Regions from separate parts of the Ovis aries genome. Here region 1 is linked to region 2. A link is a contact called in public Hi-C data. All regions are on one chromosome and are shown on one strand. Each heading gives the region's core, a stretch centred on a gene start, on an enhancer-like site or on the middle of the called end of the contact. The rest is flanking DNA. Distances are from core to core; before and after follow the strand shown. Region 1 overlaps OSBPL5 (oxysterol binding protein like 5). Region 2 holds the start of MRGPRG (MAS related GPR family member G).

What was found. Hi-C and Micro-C count contacts between places; a contact is called where the count stands out from the background.
Region 1: a contact with region 2 is called in a Hi-C map of omental adipose tissue, with 2.0 times the contacts expected there. The contact joins the enhancer-like site here to the promoter of MRGPRG in region 2. A contact is called at or near these places in 3 of 16 Hi-C or Micro-C datasets (blood, mixed tissues and omental adipose tissue).

Annotation. Positions count from the first base shown.
Region 1 is chr21:44,853,544-44,856,359 of ARS-UI_Ramb_v3.0, reverse strand. All of the region lies in intron 1 of OSBPL5 (oxysterol binding protein like 5), which reads right to left. Among named protein-coding and RNA genes, the nearest start is that of OSBPL5, 26 kb to the right of the region's middle. Within about 2 kb of position 1,484, at least 14 of the 54 cell types and tissues checked have an H3K27ac peak or open chromatin away from gene starts, as enhancers often do.
Region 2 is chr21:44,788,202-44,791,371 of ARS-UI_Ramb_v3.0, reverse strand. MRGPRG (MAS related GPR family member G) reads right to left here and starts at 1,917. Exons shown (of 2, transcript XM_042238171.1): 1 at 1,881-1,917; 2 at 1-258. The coding sequence starts at 222.

The DNA of each region.
Region 1 (2,816 bases), core at 235-2,734, 65 kb before region 2:
GCTGTCCCCTCCCTCCACCCCCTGACGCCCACCTTCCAGCCAGAACAACGCGATCCTTGTGAAGAAAGATCCCTGGGGCGTTAGCGGCTGCACCAGCAGGACGCGCGGCCTGCTTCTCCGGGGCCGGAATCCGCTGGGCCACAGTGGCCTGGGGAGGTGGGAAGGGCTGAGGCTCTGAGAAGGAATCCCACAGAACCCCGGGCTTGCTCCACATCCCACTTGGCGGCACAGAAGTGGTGGTGGGGGTATCCCACCTTGCCTGCAATGTCTGCATGGTCTCCGTTAGGTCCCTATTTGTGAAGGGGAGGGTTGCTCTGAATGGAGGTGACAAAGTCTCCTGGAGAGGCTGACAGGCCAACCCAGGGTGCCTGCAGCTGCCTGGTTAGCATTCCCAGCGCTGGCCCAGGGTCACGCCGGCCCAGTTGTGCTGGTGGAAGCAGGGGAGGTGTTCCTGGGCAGTGGAGAGGCGGCTGGGGCCGCTGGGGGCTCTCCATGAATCGGTGGAGGTGGCAGAAGCAGGCACGCACAGCCTGGTCCCCATACCACAACGTGCCCACGCTCACACTGCACCCACTTCTGCTTGAACCGAATGATTATGAAAGGTGAGGGGTGAAATGCCCCCAGTCACAGATGAGCTCGAGGATGAAGGCCGCCTGCTTGGCTCTCTGTCTGCACACCCAATGGAGGGGCAGCAGATCCCAGGGAAGGGTGGCAGTCGTCAGGGAAAGGATGCTGGCCGCCGTGTCCACACCACACATCTGCATTCCAGAAATTTGCTGCGGTCCCAAGGCCGGCGACCATGGGGTCCCTGCCAAGAGGAGCCTCATAAAGGTCCAGAAACACACCCTGCCTACTGTCCCCTGGCTGGTCCCAGCATTTGGGGCTCAAACTGGGCAGCCTGAGCCGCTCCCATGGGAACATGGGGTAGCTCCCCGACACAGCAGACCAGTGTTCAGAACTCTGGACTCGGGGCTCCTGCAGACCCTGTGCTGCGGACAGGCCCTCCGAGGGCCCTGGGCCCTTTCACAAACGCTGTCCCACGCAATGCGATTCTCATGGCACCTGAGGGATGAGGGGAGTGGATCTCATGACCCGATTTTAAACGCACAGAAACCAAGGTCCCAGGAGGGGAAAGTGCCGTGTGAAGTCCAAAGGCTCAGACTGGGCCAAGGTCCCCTCAAGGCGGCACAGCTTCAAGCCCCCTGCCCCCTTGTACCTCAGAGATGGCTGAGGGCAGGGATAGAAACCAGGGGGGCAGGCAGGATCCCGAGGGATGGGGTGGGAGCCCGGCCTCCCCCAGGGAGACGTTTCCCAGACAGGCTGCCTTGGAGCGGCTGAGCCCCGGGGAGAGGGGCCGGAAGTGGCCTGCCCTGCTGAAGGGTCGGCAGGGCCTTGCCTGGGTGTTCCCAGCTGACTCAGCCGGGTCATGTGGCCATGGGCAGGGCCGGGTCCTGGCACCCGCCCACGTGGCCTCCTGACCGACACTGGGCCAACTGGAGCAGCCAGTGCAGCCCACGTGCACGTCCTCTGTGGCAGAGCTGACCCGCCCAGCTCTAGAGAGTGGGGCCCACTGTGGCCTGTTCCGACGTGGACCCCGCTGCAGGTCCGATCCCAGCCTGTCCTGCCGCGACCCTGCCTGCAGGTCCCACTGAGGGCTTGATTTTCAGATGCACACTGCATCCTGGGGCTGGGGCTCTGGGGCGGCGCGGAGAGAGCCAAGGGCAGGAGACCGGGTTGAGGTCTGGACCTGCCCACTCTCAGTCCAGCATTGGAAGCAGCAGGTGGATGTGGGCCCCCAAGTGACCTCATGCCTGAGTGTGGCTGGTGACTTGAAATGCTGGACACACCAGGGGGCTGGGAGGCAGGACCCCAACGGAGCTGGGAGGAACCAGAGTGACCTGAATGCCACCACTGCCACGGAACAGGAACGTGAGTCAGACATGCACATGTGGGCCACAGCCGGCACCTCGGCTGGTCTGCACAACGGCCCTGAGCATTCGGACGGGTAATTATGCTCCGGTTTTTTCCCAGAATCAGCCACGGCCACGGCTTCTGCAGGCAGAAGCAGTCTGCACCCTGTGCAGGAAAACGGCGTCGGGTCTTGACGAACCCCCTTCCCTGCCTCCCACACTCCGTCGGACGTGCAGCCCGGCATGCGGCTGCCCCCTTTCTATTTGAGGCAGCCCCGGAGGGCGGAGACAGAGAAGCGTGATCAGAGGTCTGGGTTAAAAAGCTGAGCTTATGCCAAGAACCAACTATGTACTTCCCTTGTGACTCAGCTGGTAAAGAACCCGCCTGCAACGCGGGAGACCTGGGTTCAGTCCCTGGGTTGGGAAGAGCCTCTGGAGAATGGAAAGGCAACCCACTCCAGTATTCTTGCCTGGAGAATCCCATGGACTGGACTGTATAGTTAGTCCATGGGGTCGCAAAGAGTCGGACACAACTGGGCGACTTTCCCTTTCATCCTGCTGCTGCTGCTGAGTCGCTTCAGTCACGTCCGACTCTGTGCGACCCCACAGACGGCAGCCCACCAGGCTCCCCCGTCCCTGGGATTCTCCAGGCAGGAACATTGGAGTGGGTTGCCATTTCCTTCTCCAATGCATGAAAGTGATAAGTGAAAGTGGAGTCGCTCAGTCGTGTCCGACCCTTAGCTAAGAACCAGCTATGTACAGCACATACTATAACTAATAGAAAACAAACCTATGGTTACCAAAGGGGGAATGGGGAGGGAGAAACGAGAAGTTTGGGATTAACAGATACAAACTACTATATATAAAGCAAATAAACAACAAGGACCTACTGTGTAGCACAGGGAT
Region 2 (3,170 bases), core at 668-3,167:
CTCGGAGCCCAGGGCCGCCCGCACGGCCGAGAAGGCCAGCTGGCAGCCCAGGAACAGGAAGTCCGCGGCGGCCAGGTGGAGCACATAGACGGCGAAGGGGCCCTTCTTGATGTGGAAGCCGAGGTGCCAGAGCACCAGCGCGTTCCCCAGCAGCCCCCCGATGCCCACGGCCAGGGTGAGGTAGAAAACCACGCTGCTGAAGATCCCCCAGATCCCGAACATGCTGGCTGGCTGGCTGGGCAGCCGGTGGGCAGGACCCTGGAGGGAAGCAACAGACGTTGAGTCGTCAGCACGCAGGTGCGCCGGACGGCCCCTTCCAGGCCCAGCCCTGCAGGCCCCACGACCTCTGGGTAAAAGGAGGATTTTGCAAGACACGCCCGATGCGGGGAGATGGGGAGGCTGACCAGGTGGGTGGTCCTGCCCCCGGCTGGATGGTTAGACTAAATGCACAAAGATCGGGTGAGAAGGCCGGGTACCAACGTTGTTGCAGAGGTCAGTCGGCATCGACTGGACAGGACTCGAGGCAAAGGGGGCGCCCGTGTGGACACGGCTCAAGGACTCCATGTGGGGAGAGGCTGGGCTACGCTCCTGCCGGACCCCAGTCCCAGAGGGTCAGCCGGGTGGAGACCAGCAGTAGCCATGAGCATGCTCAGTCCTGTGCTGGTCGTGGAGGGTGGGCAGCGGGGGGCGGGGGCGGGAGCCGTACTGTGGGGGCGGTGGGAGGCTGGGAGGATGAGAGAAGGCAGAGGACACCCCCAGCCTCCCTGGCTCTCCGGACCGGGCAGGCGTTCAGCCGGCTCCTCCCGCTGCAGGCGGGTCGGCCGTGTGCAGCTCCGAAGCCTCGCAACCTTGGGGAGGCGGTGATGCCCGGGTCCTCAGGGAAACCGGTGCGAGTGTCTGCTGCCAGCCCCTTAGGGGCAGCGGGAGGGCGCGTCCTGTTCCGGTCCCAGGGGAGAGACTCCATCCCGGAACAGGGGAGGCAGACCCCAATGGCGGGGTCTCGGAGGTGCCCTTCCCCCTGCCCCCTCCCTGCAGAGTCCACGCCTTTGTTCTCAGCCTCGCAGCGGCTGTCAGCCTAGAGTGAGGGGTCAGGGAGCCAGGCGGGGGGAGACAGACACACACCCAGAGAGTGAGAGAGAGACCAAGAGGGACACAGAGACACCCAGAGACTCGGTGGGGGCGGACAGCCCGCCTCCCAACCTCGGGGTCTCCCCAGGTGCCCCCTGGCTGGGCTGCGCCTCTGCCTGGACCAGCCTCACCTCCCCCCACACCCCGTTACCCAGGTCTGCCTCCTTTAGGGCCCTGGAAACTTCTGCAGCCCCCTTGGACCCTCCCAGCCTCCCAGCCCAGGGTCCTCGCCCACCCCTTCTGTGTGGCTGTCCTTGCGCCCAGGAGCGGGGCTTAGCGGGGTGGGTAGGAGTCTCTCGTCTTTACCCCTCACAGGATCTCCCTGAGTGGGGCACGGGCACGCTTGGTGGTGTCGGGGGACCCAGAGAGCTGGGCTGGACTCTGGGGTCGTGGGGTCGTGGACTGTGCTGAGCTGTCTTCGGGGCCTCGGTCTCCCTGAGGGACCCCAGGGGCTGAGCCGGGTGGAGGGTGAGGGCCAGTGCTGGGAGCAGGGCTCTGGCCCCGTCAGGGGGTGAGGAGGAGTGGAGGGGCTACCTGGACGGCTGTCCTGCCGGCTCTCAGAACAGGCACACCTTCCCGGTACATACAAACGAGGGCCCAGGGTCCCGGCTTATAAATGACGCGCCCACCGTCTGCTTCCCCGTCCTCACCCCAGCTCCCAGGCCCACAGGAGCCCGAAAGTACTCAGGGGAGTCCAGACCCACGCAGTGGGGAGCAGGTGGGCTGGGTGCAGGGGCCCCAAGGCTTCTCACCTGCTGACCGGGGCGCCTCTCAGCTGCTCACCACTGCCCAGGGCTCCTCCCGGGCCCTAAATCCTCCCGTGTCCCCGGGGCCCAACTGGCTGGACCCGGGCTCCCAGCCAGTTTCTTGGAAGTGGGAGGGGCCCTCCCTCCCATCCACAGGATGAGCTCAGACAGCGATGTCCTCGTGTGGGCCAGCCCTGCCCTTCCTCCTCAGCATATGAGGCATGTGGACAGCGGGGAGTGGCCTCCTGGGGCCCCCCTTCCAGTGGGGGCTGGACCTCACATCTGGGGGGTGCTCCTCAGGCTGAGCCAGCTCCTCTGTCCCCTGATGTGTGGGAGACAGGCAGTGAGGCAGGAGCCTGGCCGTGTGGCCTGGGTGCAAGGACCTAAAACCCCCCCAGGCCTCAGTGTCCCTCTCCATGGCCTGACCATTCCCTGACAGCTCATGCCCGGCCTAGGGCTGGACCCCACTGTGGTGAGGGAGTGGTCTGGGCCTGCAGATATTGGTCCCTTTCTCAAGGACCCGTCCCGACTGTCCACTTGCCAGCCTCACACCCACAGGTCCCAGCTGCCCACTGACCCTTAGGGGTTAAAATACTTGTCCAAGCTTCATGTCCTGAGCTGGTCCTGCCAAAAACTCGCCTTTTCCATGGGCTGCTCTGCGGCCCTGGGGACTCAGAGCGCAAGTCAGAAGTCACGTGTAGAGATGCTGTTTGTCCTAACATTTTTTTTCTTTTTTTTTAAAATAATTTTTTAATGAGGTATAGTTGCTTTACAGTAGCTCAGACAGTAAAAAATCTGCCTGCAGTGCGGGAGACCCAGGTTCAGTCCCTGGATCGGGAAGATCCTGTGGAGAAGGAAACGGCTACCCACTCTAGTATTGCTGCCTGGAGAATCCCATGGACAGAGGAGCCTGGCGGGCTACCGTCCACGGGGCGGCAGAATCAAACATGACTGAGTGACTGACGCGTTCTCTTTGTCGCTTTAGAGTGCTGTGTTAGTTTCCGTTGAAAAGCAAGGCGAATCAGCTATGTTTCTATGCGTATCCCTTCTCTTTATTAAAAAAATTGTATTTATTTATTTATTTTTGGCTGCTCTGGGTCTTTGCTGCTGCGAGAACGTCCTCCCAGTCTCAGCGAGTGAGGGCTGCGCTGTGGTTGCGGAGCCTCTTCAGCACGAATTTCAGGACTTGAGGCTTCAGGAGCTGAGGCGCGCAGGCTTAGCTGCTCTGGGGCACATGGGATCTTCCCCGAGGGGGATCAAACCCATACCCTCTGCACTGGCAGGCGGATTCTTAGC